Regions from separate parts of the Sus scrofa genome. Here region 1 is linked to region 2. Evidence: chromatin contacts called from public Hi-C data. All regions are on one chromosome and are shown on one strand. The core of a region is the stretch at or near the end of the contact, and the rest is flanking DNA. Distances in the headings are between cores, read along the strand shown. Region 1 overlaps MYH10 (myosin-10). Region 2 holds the start of PFAS (phosphoribosylformylglycinamidine synthase).

Evidence for each region. A called contact is a pair of places that touch in the nucleus more often than the background predicts.
Region 1: a contact with region 2 is called in a Hi-C map of embryonic fibroblasts, with 2.0 times the contacts expected there. The contact joins the enhancer-like site here to the promoter of PFAS in region 2. A contact is called at or near these places in 3 of 47 Hi-C or Micro-C datasets (embryonic fibroblasts, epiblast stem cells and retroperitoneal adipose tissue) and 1 of 2 datasets of contacts at active chromatin or transcription factors (alveolar macrophages).

What each region holds. Positions count from the first base shown.
Region 1 is chr12:53,647,763-53,653,730 of Sscrofa11.1, forward strand. It overlaps MYH10 (myosin-10), which reads right to left. Exons shown (of 44, transcript XM_021067863.1): 40 at 5,168-5,291; 41 at 4,879-5,087; 42 at 3,382-3,490; 43 at 2,138-2,310; 44 at 1-1,452. The coding sequence ends at 1,308. Among named protein-coding and RNA genes, the nearest start is that of NDEL1, 49 kb to the left of the region's middle. Within about 2 kb of position 4,414, at least 31 of the 83 cell types and tissues checked have an H3K27ac peak or open chromatin away from gene starts, as enhancers often do. A contact at or near this core is called in alveolar macrophages, embryonic fibroblasts and retroperitoneal adipose tissue, where this site is marked.
Region 2 is chr12:53,455,444-53,461,357 of Sscrofa11.1, forward strand. PFAS (phosphoribosylformylglycinamidine synthase) reads left to right here and starts at 2,958. Exons shown (of 33, transcript XM_003358276.4): 1 at 2,958-3,022. The coding sequence starts at 2,963.

The DNA of each region.
Region 1 (5,968 bases), core at 3,164-5,663, 190 kb after region 2:
AGTACAATTCATAAAGGGGAAAATCAAAGATTCCAAACCCACGTGACAGAGTCTTCCTACCGGATGTTAAAGCTTTCAACCCAAAAGGTTTGTGTTTTCAAGCACGTTGCGGAGGATTTATAATGAACACTGATTCGTTGTCACTGAATGTTTATAATACCACTTGGACTAGAGAGGTACATGATATGAGCACAGTCAAAACTTAATACGTTAAACTGTTACAGAGGCAAATCATAGATTTAACATTGTCTTAGTACTGTAGTGTCTAAGGCACTTTCTGTAATGTCAGTTTGATTAACTATCAACCAAAAACAGATGCTAAATGTTCACTCTAACACTGTCCCAAGGGGAGGGAAAGGAGAAACGAAAAAGGAGTCACATCCACTGGCATGTCAACACTCAGGCAGGTGGCATCTGCGCTCGACGTTCTGTCAACCTCACTGACAAACTTGGAACAAGTCTTGGACACAAAACCAATATTCCCACTTTGGGCTCAAAGCAGCGGCTGAATTTGCAAGGTCAGCATGAGAGCCTGGGTGGCGCGGAGGAGGCAAGGCAAGTCCCCTAACTTCTGCTCCGGAAGCAGGGCGACGGCTGGCGAAGCCAGAGGCCTCAAGGAGGCCACCCAGGGGCCAAGCGCTGGCTGCCCTTACCCCCCGCCCCCGGGCCTCCGCTGCATCTCGGCCACCGCGCCTCGAGGGAGGGGGCACGGGTGCCGTTTCCCCCACCCCAGGCCAGCCCACCCCGCCTGCTCTCCCCGAGGCCCCTTTCACAGTTGGCGCCCTGGAATCGTGATCAGTACTGGAAGGAAATGAGAGCTACAAGTGCAGTTTAGATTCCACAATGTTCTAGGAGACTTGATGTGGCTGAGGCGGCAGGGGCCACATGGACACAGAACTAAGTCAGCTGTCCGTACGACAGAGCATGCAGAGGACCGGGCAGCGACCCCGGGGCCGCCCCAACAACCCCGCCACTGGCGGCGGAGTCTGCAGTTTGTCTGAAAAAGGGTTCTCTTAACGCGTATCATAAAATGGTCTCTTGATGGGTAGATGGAAAGTAGATGCGATGAGACGACCTGTTTAATGTGTGTGTGTTCGGTGTGAGGTCTATATATAAAAAGGGGAGCAACTGTACCTAAATCTGGAGCAGGATACAGCATGTGGAGGCTGCAAGGCCTTAAGACACCGTTGATCGCGCAGCCCGGCATCCCGCGTCCGCCGCCCCCCAGCTCGCGGGGGAGGCCCCGGGCAGGGGCGCCGCTGCCTTCCTGCGTGTCCTGCCGCATCGCCTCCACCTCGTCCTCGGACCTACTCAGACTGGGGCGGCTGCGTCTCGTTGACATCACTGGTCTTACTTTCTGTGTCGTCGTCCGAGAGCTCCAGGGACGCGCCCTCCAGGTGCAGCTGGCGGCGGCCAGAGCGGCTGGAGGAGAAGCTGATGGGGCCGCCTCGCCTGGAGGAACAGAGCGCGGAGCGGGCGCGTTGCTCCCCCACCTGATAGCTTGAAACTTCCTCCCCTCCCTCAGGACACAGCACCCAGGCGGGGTGGGGGCAGATCGGACTGCGCCCTGCTTTGCCCGCCCGCACCCCTGCCTGGGGAACACCACCCCTGCTCCGTGGAGCCCTGGCCTCGGAGAGGCCCCCTCTCCCCAAAGGGCGGACAGCCAGTGCTCGGCTTAGGCTTCGTGGGCACTCAGGGGCCTGGTGTAGGCGCTTGCTTTGTTTTTGCAGCCTTTATAAATGGAACCACCGTCCTCGGCGCCCTGGCTGCACCGAACGGGACCCACCCTCTGGCTACGGCTTGTGACCCCTGTGCTGTCTTTCTGGGGGAGCAGGTTTAGCCTTGGCTCCCCGGGTTCTGCCCTCTCCCTGGTGCATGTCAAGTGCAGCCCGGAGACGAGGACAGGAGGAGGGCTGGTGGCGCCAGGGCCCTTGAGCTCCGGCCCCTCCTCACGAGGGCCACGGCCACAGCCTGACGCCGGCCTGGCTGAGCCCGATCGGAACTCGCAGAGCCTCTGGTGAAGAAGGAGCCAGCTGGCGGGACTCCTGCGGGCCGGAAACCCCCAGCCGGTAAAGGGGCAGGAACGAGGGGGCGTGTGTGACCCCCCCCCGCCGCTCGCCAGCTCCGGGCCGCTCACCTCAGCCGGTTCTTCAGGGTGCTGACCTCGCGGCTCAGGCCCTCGTTGGCCTCGGTGGCGTCATCCAGTTCCCGCTGGAGTTTGCGCCGAGACGCGTTGGCACGTGTGGCTTCTTCTTCCGCTTCCTCCAGCTGCCGCTTGAGCTGCTTCATCCTGGCGTTGGCCTTTTCCATCTGGGGGAGGGACACAGACCAAGTCACGAGAAACTGCGGTGTCCCGAGTGTCGGCACCGCCCCACAAGACCGGGGCCCGGCTTGAGGCCTTTCGGGAAACTGCCACTCTCAGCAAAACCAGCGTCCACGAAGCCAATTACGCTAAAAGAAAGTTTTTTAAAACTCTGTTTTCGCCCACCCGCGTGTTGTGCAGAGAAGCGACAGCTGAGTATCTTCACGGACGCGACCTCTGGGATTGTGTGAGGGACGTGCTGTTCCCACACGACGCGGGACAATCAGTAACAGGAGAAGGTACGTTCCACTTGACACCGCCTTTCAACACGGGTAGGTGTGCCAACAATCCATTCTGATCCAAGTACAAAGCTACTCCGGGACCGGACGCGAGAACTCAGACTGCCCTATGGACCGATCCCTCCTGAGCCACAGAGACGGGCCCGCGCCCTGACGTCCACCCAGAACTGCCTTGAGGGCGGGAAGGCCAGGCCTGGCCGGGCCGGGTGCCGGACTGGACAGAGGAGGGGGGCGTCTGAGCCACAGGCAGGGGCTCCTCAGCGCCCCACTGTGGTTAGTGCAGGCCTGGCCACGGCCCCGAGTCCTGTGGGAACACGCCCTGAGTCTAAGGAACCAGATGCCTGGACGCAGACGGAAGGACCACTGTGGTCCCACGTGCAGAACACTTGCTTTCAATTCCTTTTCCATCCAACACCTCCTGCATCCATCCCTCCATCCTGCCAACATGCAGCAACTGCCAACTTTGCCCACGCTGCTCTAGGCATTCAAGAGGGCCGTGGGGTGAGGCGGGCAGGAATCCTGCACTCGGGAAGCGTCCACTCCCGTGGAGGACACGTGACAGTTTTAAGATGAGGCCTCACACTCGGGCAGGCGCCCGCCTCTCCCCCACATCTGGGTCGCCTGGGAGGCCGGCGGGGTCCCCACCCGCTCCGTATTCCCTGCTGGCGGGGGTGCTGACACGTTAGAACGGAGTTTGAAGCGGCTCTTGCTGACTGGGCTGGTCCAGTGGGGTAACCCGGGGGTTTGGACGCGGCTCCTCGCCTCCCGCCGCCCCCTCACCTGTTCTTTATACTGGTCTGCGTGGCGGCGCTCGTCTTCCACCTGCATGAAGATCTCCTTCAGCTTCTTCTCGGTGCGGCGGACCAGTTTGTTGGCGGCTGCTCTTTCCCTGTGAAAATGACCAGCACGTTCGTTTCCACCGGCCTTGAAAGGACCGTCTCATGCGTGGGAAATGCTTTTGAAGAGTCCTTCCTCTTTGTCTGGAAGATGACCTGTGTCAGAGTGCTTTCCGGGCCCTGTACCTCTGGAATAATCAATAGGGTCTAGAAATTTCTTTCTGGTCACACTGATTGAGTGACCTTTCAAAGATCAAATGTCACATATAAGCTACTTGTCACATATCAAGTGGAGGGTTTTTAAAGACAAAAATTGTAGCTGGTTACTCTAATCACCTAACTTTTTAGCCTGGGAAACAAAACAAAGAGTTTATTAAGTGGTCGTCTCAACTTAAAATTTTCTAACCACCTATTAAGATGCTAGAGCACCTGGGAGTTCCCGCTGAGGCGCAGCAGAAACGAATCCGACTAGTAACCATGAGGTGGCAGGTTCGATCCCTGGCCTTGCTCAGTGGGTTAAGGAGACAGCATTGCCGTGAGCTGTGGTGTAGGTGGCAGACGTGGCTCAGATCCTGCTCCGATTTGATCCCTAGCCGGGGAACCTCCATAGGCTGCAGGTGCAGCCCTAAAACCAAAAAACAAAAAAAGACAAAACCAAACAAATGAAAGATGCCAGAGCACCCCTGCTGAACACCCCCGCCCACTTTAGTTAGGAGTCAAATCTGCACCGGTGTAGACAGGCCTCCCCTGTCCACATGGAGGAGAAGGAGCTTATTTGGGGAACTCCACTGCGACCAGAAGTCCTTTTGATCCTTCACACACGTTATGCAAGAACGGACAGGGTGGGGCTGGAGTCCGCTGGAGGGCAGGTTACGTTAATGACAACTAACAGCAAACCAGCCCTGGACTGTGCGGGCCGTGCCGGAGGCGGGCCTGGCTCTGAGCACAGACGCTGCGCTTCGGGGCCCCAGGCTCCTCCGCAGGAGGCGGCCTCTGCCTCTGTCCCCAGAGACTGGTGACTGCCCGCCCCGAGCTGCCTTGTGCAACTCCTCGTACATTTCAGAGTGGTTTTCTCCAACCGAATGGAGACTGTTAAGCAATCCCCTCCTGGGGAGAAGAAAAGCTGCTTTTGGTCACATTATTTTTCTCTGCCAACAAACTGCAGCAGTTCACGTGACGGCCCCAGCTTGGGCAATCCGCTTTGGGTCAAGATGTAACTCTGGCCCCAGGAAATCACGGGGCACAGCCCTCAGCCGGGTCTGGGGAGAGCTGACAGGGCTTCCCTGAGGGCTTGCATCACCTCCTCTCTGGTTCCACGTGTTCCTGTCATTTCTTCCCCTGCCGAGGGAGCTCCTGAGGGAGAGGGGGCATGTCTGTCCCCTCGGACTCCAGGCTGAACCTGGACCTGGTCTGTAGCAGAGATGCAGCAGAAACCTCTTACTTGGCCTCCTGCTCAAGCTGCTCCTCTAGCTGCCCAATCTTGGCTTCCAGGGCTGAGATGGTGGCCTTGAACTTGGACTTGACAGCGCCCTCCAGCTCCTGCAGCTTGGCCTTCAGCTCCTTGTTCTGCCGTTCCAGCTGCTGGCGCGCGTTGTCGCTCTTCTGGGCGGCGCTGCGCTCGGCCGCCAGCTCTGCGTTCAGCGTGTCCACCTGTGGAGGAGAGACGGTCAGCCGTGTGGCGGCAGCGCGGCCCTTCGCGGGCCGGGCCGGGCCGGCCGCCGCGTGTGCACCTGCAGCGTGGTCTTGCGGAAGCGGTCGTTGAGCAGCTCCATGTTGCTCTGCTCCTCTTCCAGCTCCTCCTCCAGCTGCGCGATTCGCGCCTCTAGACGCCGCTTCTCGTCCAGCAGCGCAGACCTGCGGGGTGGAGGAGGCGGGTCCAGACCGGTCTCTGCCAAGCTGGGGACTCCCAACTCCTCCTGGGGGCCTCCTCCACCCTCCCCGCTGCCGGAGCCGAGCAGCGCGCCTCATTTTTCTCTCTCCTCTGTACCCACCCAATCCGCGTCCCAACACGCCACCCGCTTCTCTCCATCCCAGCCCCGTCATCTCCGGTCTGGAGCACTGCGATAGCCTCCCAGCCGACCTCCCTGCCACCTCCCCGTCGCTGCTCCGCAGGGCAGCCAGTGGCAGCTTCAAAGCGTGGCTGTGGCTGTGGCATAGGCCTGCAGCTGTAGCTCCGACTTGCCCCCCTAGCCTGGGAACCTCCATATGTTGCGGGTGCGGCCCTAAAAAGACAAAAAATAAATAAAACTACAAGTGCAAAAGGATCCTGGTATTTCCTAGCCTTCGGCTACTGGTTCTCCAGTGCACTGAGATCAAAGGCCAACTCATCATTCATCACTTAAATGACCATGATGAATCCTCAGCACAGCAGAGAAAAATTGTGATTTTTGACAAAAAGTACGAGCAGGGAAAGGTAAGTCTAAGGAATCTATCGTCAGATGTGAGGAACGTGAAGGCTTGTGTTGCACGGCGGTGCGGCCTTTGGAAAGCAGGTTAGGTCTGCATGTCTGTCCTGCGTGCCTGCCGTGGGT
Region 2 (5,914 bases), core at 1,708-4,207:
GGCCAGCAGCTACAGCTCTGATTAGACCCCTAGCCTGGGAACCTCCATATGCCGTGGGTTCAGCCCTAAAAAGACCAAAAACAAATGAATATAGTAAGTATAAACATTTGAGACAATAAGAATGCTCTGGTCATAACAGAAAAATAAATACTTTAATTCTACAAGTTATAGTATTCCCTAATTCAACTTCATTTGATGAGCATCTGTTCCTTATTGCATGAACCAATTATGCACTGTGGTACCAAGTTATTTATAAGGAAAAATCTTTCTTTGCTATTATTTCCCATTATGACATCAGCGATATGTTCCTTTTCTTTTTACCAAAACAACAACAAGAGCTTTCCCCCAGGGAGGCTGAAAGCTCTCCCTCACTCCAGCTGCACTCTCTCCCTTTTTAAACACAAATCAGAGCCTAGTCAAAGGTCCAAACCTAATCATTCCTTTTGCATTCAAAATTTCTCAACTCTAGAAGACTCCCCTCTATTTACCAAGTCCACGAAGATGTGCCCTATATCCTGGGATTTACTTCTGATAGTTCACTGGAGGAGAACTGAGCTTGAGCTACAGTGATCCAAGAAAGATGAACTGGATCAACCACCACATTTATTGGTGTGATTTAAATGCCAAGTTAGCAGAGTTCCCCTTGTGGCTCAGCGGTAACAAACCAGATTAGCATGCTTTGAACCCTGGCCCTGTTAAGTGGGTTAAGGATCCGGCATTGCCTGCTTTGCTGCATCTGTGGTGTGGGCTGGCCGCTGCAGCTCCAATTTGACCCTCTCCTGGGAACCTCCACATGCTGTGCCTGTAGCCCTAAAAAGGTCAAGTTAGCAGCTTAATCTGCAGCAGCATACAGGATCAAGTGAGAGGGCCACAAAATCTGTTACAGAAGGAGAGAATATGGAGGACTGGGAGCTGTCTCAGGCCCAGAGATCTTGAACAGGCTATGCTTGCTCAGCAGATAGCTGGAGATATGGGACCCAAGTCAGGAGAAGGATCAGAGCCAAACAAATGAATCTAGAAGTCATCATGTGAAGTGAAAGCTGAAATGTTGTGTTACCCTGGGAGGATTAGAATGTGGAGGAGACAGGACCAGTCAGAGCTGTGCAACTAAGTCTCCCAGATGGAGCTGGAAGACAGGCATGAGATGCAACCAGGGAGTGTCAGAAGGGAAAGAAGCCTGGAATGCTCAGATTCCAAGAATCAACAAGTGGCCTCTGTTAGAAGAGAGCCAGAGGGTACAGCCTGGACTCTTTACCTACTAAACAGGTAAAAACTGTCATGTCCCGGGCAGGGCTGGAGTTAGGGTGAGGCAAGTGAGGCACCTAAATCCATCAAATGTTGCATCTTTAAGTCTCTTACCCTAGAGTTGGCCCTGGAACTGGGAGGGGACTGGAATGTGGGAGGGGGTGAAGATAAAGACTTTCACTTTTTCCTCTGACTGTCTCTGTTGCTTGATTCTTTAAAAAGACCCCTGGGCTAGGTCCTCTGCTCACCCTGGCACACCACTCACTCCAGGTTTCTTGCCTTCAGGCTTCTGATTAGGTTTGGCTAGTGGGAGACATTTAGTTCAGGGACTCAGTACTGAAGGAGAGATAACCCAGTATGCTTCTCCCTCAACACTGTGCTTATGGCAGTGACTTCCTTCGTCTGTTGAATGCCCTTCTTCCATGGCTCCATCTCTCTTCTAGCTGACAACACCATTTCTCCCTTTGTCCCTTCAGGCCTGAAGGTGGCAACCACTTTTTGCTGTTGCCAGGCTGCCACTGGCCCACCGTACTTTGCTGGTTTCCTTAAACCTGCCCATATCTCTTTACCTGGGCAGTTACATTCTTATTGATTAAACTTGGAGTGTTCCACCTGTGTTCTGATAGGATCCTGAGTAACGTGTATATACTATGGGTTGAAAAAGTGTGTGGGCATTCCTGTCCTGGCTTGGCAGTTACCAAGCCTGACTAGCATCCATGGGGACTCAGGTTCCATCCCTGGCCTCACTCAGGGGGTTAAGGATGCGGTGTTGCAGCGAGCTGTGGTGTAGGTCACAGACTAGACTCGGATCCCGAGTTGCTATGGTTGTGGTGTGGGCCAGCAGCTACAGCTCCAATTCGACCCCCAGCCTGGGAACCTCCATGTGCCTCGTGTGCAGCCCTAAAAAGACTGGAAAAAAAAAAAAAGTGTGCAAAAAACACACAAAACCCCAGTAGGTATAAAGTTCTAAGTTTTTGAGTTAAAAAACTAAGGAGTCATTGCATTGAGCCTCAGCTTCCACATCTGTAAAATGGGGTTTTTGTGACGATCAACTGAGAACAGGTGAAGTGTCTTAATGGGCGTTCAATAAATACTTTGCTCATTATTACTGTTACTGTAACCAGCCAGAACATGGAGGTTAAGAATATATGCTAGAGTTCCCATAGTGGCTCAGCGGAAAGGAATCCGGCTAGGAACCTTGAGATGGCAGATTCGATCCCTAGCCCCACTCAATGAGTTAAGGATCTGTTGTTGCTGTGAGCTGTTGTGTAGGTCATAGACGCGGATAGAATCCCGTGTTGCTGTGGCTGTGGTGTAGGCCAGCAGCTGTAGCTCTGATTCGACCCCTAGCCTGGAACCTCCATATGCCGCACCCCTGGCCCTACGAAGCAAAAAAAAAAAAAAAAAAAAAAAAAAAGCTAAGAGTTAAATAAATGAGTTCATTCAGAAAAGACAAAAGTACAAGAAAGCCAAGGCAGCAGCGGGAGGGAAACTGAGTTCTGGACACTAAAAGTGCTTCTCATGCCGTTTCCTGCATTTAAAGTATGTCTCCTTCACAGTTTGCACCGGACAAGTGAAGCGGGCACAAGGAACAGATCTGTGGGATAATCCCACGTTCTCTAAAGGCCGAGGTGGGAGCAGGGAAGCAGCCTCGCCACTGGCCGGTAGGAAGGGGAGGGATGTCCTTAACCTCCGCCTCTTCCCACGGCGCACGCTGATGACGTTGCCCAGCGCGCCAGGATTCGAGGAGCTCAGGGACTGCGAGAGCTGTTGCCACGTGCGTATGGCTTGCGCGCGCTCACCCGAATGCCCTTGCATGCTGCACTCTGTAGCCATCCACCCCAAGCCTCAACCCGGCCGCTGCAGGATCCCCACCAGGCAGAGCTGCGCCCAGCGGGGACCTGCGTGCCTTCCGTAGTGCATGTGTCCTTTCGCGTTTGTTGGACGTCGGGCAGGGGAGACCCCACATAAACTTAACCGTCCTCTAATCATTTGAGTCCTGGACACTAAAAGTGCTTCTCATCCCGTTTCCTGTATTCAAAGTGTGTCTGTTGGCTGGAGTTCCCGTGTGACTCAGCGAGTTAAGAATCCGGCGTTGTCTGCAGTGGCTTGGGTCGCTGCTGTTGGGCGGGTTCGATCCCTTGCCCGGGAACTTTCCAGGGTGGGGGGGATCTGTCGCCCGCCTATTCTGTGTAAGGCACCATGCTAGTAGTTGGGGAGACAGCCCTGATGTAGATCCTGTCATTGTGCTCTTGGAGCTTCTATGCCACTGGGAATGATAAACGAAAATTGACTGGTTTAATGAACAAAATGAGGGAGTTCCCGTCGTAGTACTGCGGAAACGAATCCGACTGGGAACCACAAGGTAGCGGGTTCCATTCCTGGCCTCTCTCAGTGAGTTAAGGATCCGGTGTTGCCTTGAGCTGTGGTGTAGGCCAGCAGCTATAGCTCTGATTAGACCCCTAGACTGGGAACCTCCATATGCCGCGGGTGCGGCTCTAAAAAGACAAAAATAAATAAATAAACAAAATGATTTTGGAATGTAATAATTCCTGTGAAGGAATTATGGTATGGAGGACAACTGCGAGGCGCCTAACTTTTAAAAGGGTGATAAGCATGGGATGGTGACCGCTGAGAGGGAAATCAAGATCTGGCAGGAGCACCGTTGCTGAGATGAGGCTTGGCCTGAAACTTGTCAGTCAACAAGTTTTAGATTTTTTGGTTTTTCAGCCCCCGGTATTGTTCTGAGCCTTGGTAACCCAAAAACAGCATGGTTCCTGCCCACTTGGAGATTCTGTTCTAGTGGGGAAAATAAAGCTAACAATAAAATGTCAGATAGTAATTTAAATACTGTTTGGGAAATTAATATAAGGCCATGTCATAGTGGCCACTATAGAGTGTTTAGTCAAGGAAGTTCTCTTCAAGAAGGTGAACGTACCTGAAATCTAAATAACAAGCAAAAGGTAGCCATGGAAATATCAGGGTGAGAAAAATACCTTTTGGAATGAGCTTGGCAAATCAGAATGATAGAAAAGAAGCCAGGGTGGTTGGTGCTTTGTGACTGAGAAGGATGGGCCGTGAGATTGGGTCGGAGAGGTAGGCAATGGCCAGATCACATGACAGGTTACTGAATTGAAATGTTACATCAGGTGTGATAAGAAGCTATGATCTCATTTATGCTAACTTGTGGCAAGTGGAATAGAATCAGGGGTACTGGTCAGGAGGGCTACTGGTGCATTAGTCCAAGTGAGTACTGATACTGGCTTGAACTACAGTGATGGTAGCGGAGAGGAAAGGACATGGACAGATTTGGGATATGTTTGGAAATAGGTTCTCTGGTGGATTGGGCATAGAGAGGGCTCAGGGAAAGAAGAATTAAGGTTGACTGCTGTGGTTTTGGGTGGTGGTGGTGTTAGCTGAGGTGGGCAAGACGGGGGAACAGCAGGTCTGAAGAAACGAGAAATCAAAATGTCTTATTTTGGCCCAAACAGGCTATCCTCTGTGATTATAAGTCATCTATGTGGCAATGTCACTTAAGCATTTGAATGGACTAGGTTGGAGTTCAGGGAGAATCAGAGTTGAATAAAGTTTTGGAATCTGGGGGCAGATTATTAACTTGAATCATGAAATTGCTATTTTTGGTCAAACTGCTGCATGCTGGCAGTTTCGTTGGTACAGTCTAATAGATGGTATTTAAAGCCACAGGTCTGGATGAAATTGCTTAGGAAGAGCATTAAGAGGGAAGAGAACAAAGGGCAGGGCCTTGGGTACTCATCGTTTAGAGGTGGAGCCCAAGAGTGGGTAGAGCCACCGTGGGTGATTGAGAAGGAGCAACCAGAAGGTAGAGGAATATCAGGAGAGCCGTGTCACCACACCAAGAGAGGAGGGTGTTTGAAAAAGCAGGAAAGCAGGGAATGAGTAAGTCAAATGCTGCTGAGAGGTTGAATAAGATAAGAACTTAAGTGACCTCTAGATTGTTGCACTCGGTGACCGTGACACAAGAAATCAGCCTTGCGTAAGTTAGATTTGAGATGCCTGTGAGTTGTCCAAATGAAGAAATGAAGCGGTGAGCTTCCTGTCCTCCCACTTCCTTGGGAAGAGGCTGTGCATGTGATCAGAGCGGAACGACTGTACGGATCAGAAGCCTTCAGCTCTGCTAGGAGGAGCTAGGTGTCCCTGAGCACTGGGGCAGCAAGGAGGCCTCCCAGCGTTGCTGAGACCCCCACTCACCTTGAATGGGAAGGCTTTGGAGACAGTGAGACAAAAGAATGGTAAGGAAGCCAGGCAGAGATTAGCAAGTAAAGCCAGGGTCCTCTGGAGAAGCATTGGGACCAGAAGTTGAAAAGTAATTGGGTGAGTTCTCGTCATGGCTCAGTGGTTAATGAACCTGACTAGGAACCATAAGGTTGCCGGTTTGGTCCCTGGCCTTGCTCAGTGGGTTAAGGACCCGGTGTTGCCACGAGCTATGGTGTAGGTCGCAGATGGAACCCAGATCTGGTGTTGATATGGCTGTGCTATAGGTCTGCAGCTACAGCTCCAATTCAGCCCCAGCCTGGGAACCTCCATATGCTGTGGGTGCGGCCCTAAAAAGAAAGGAAGAAAGAAAGAAAATTGGGGATAGTTGTGGAGGGCTAAAGGCTTTGGATTTACCTTGAGCAGAAACATATTT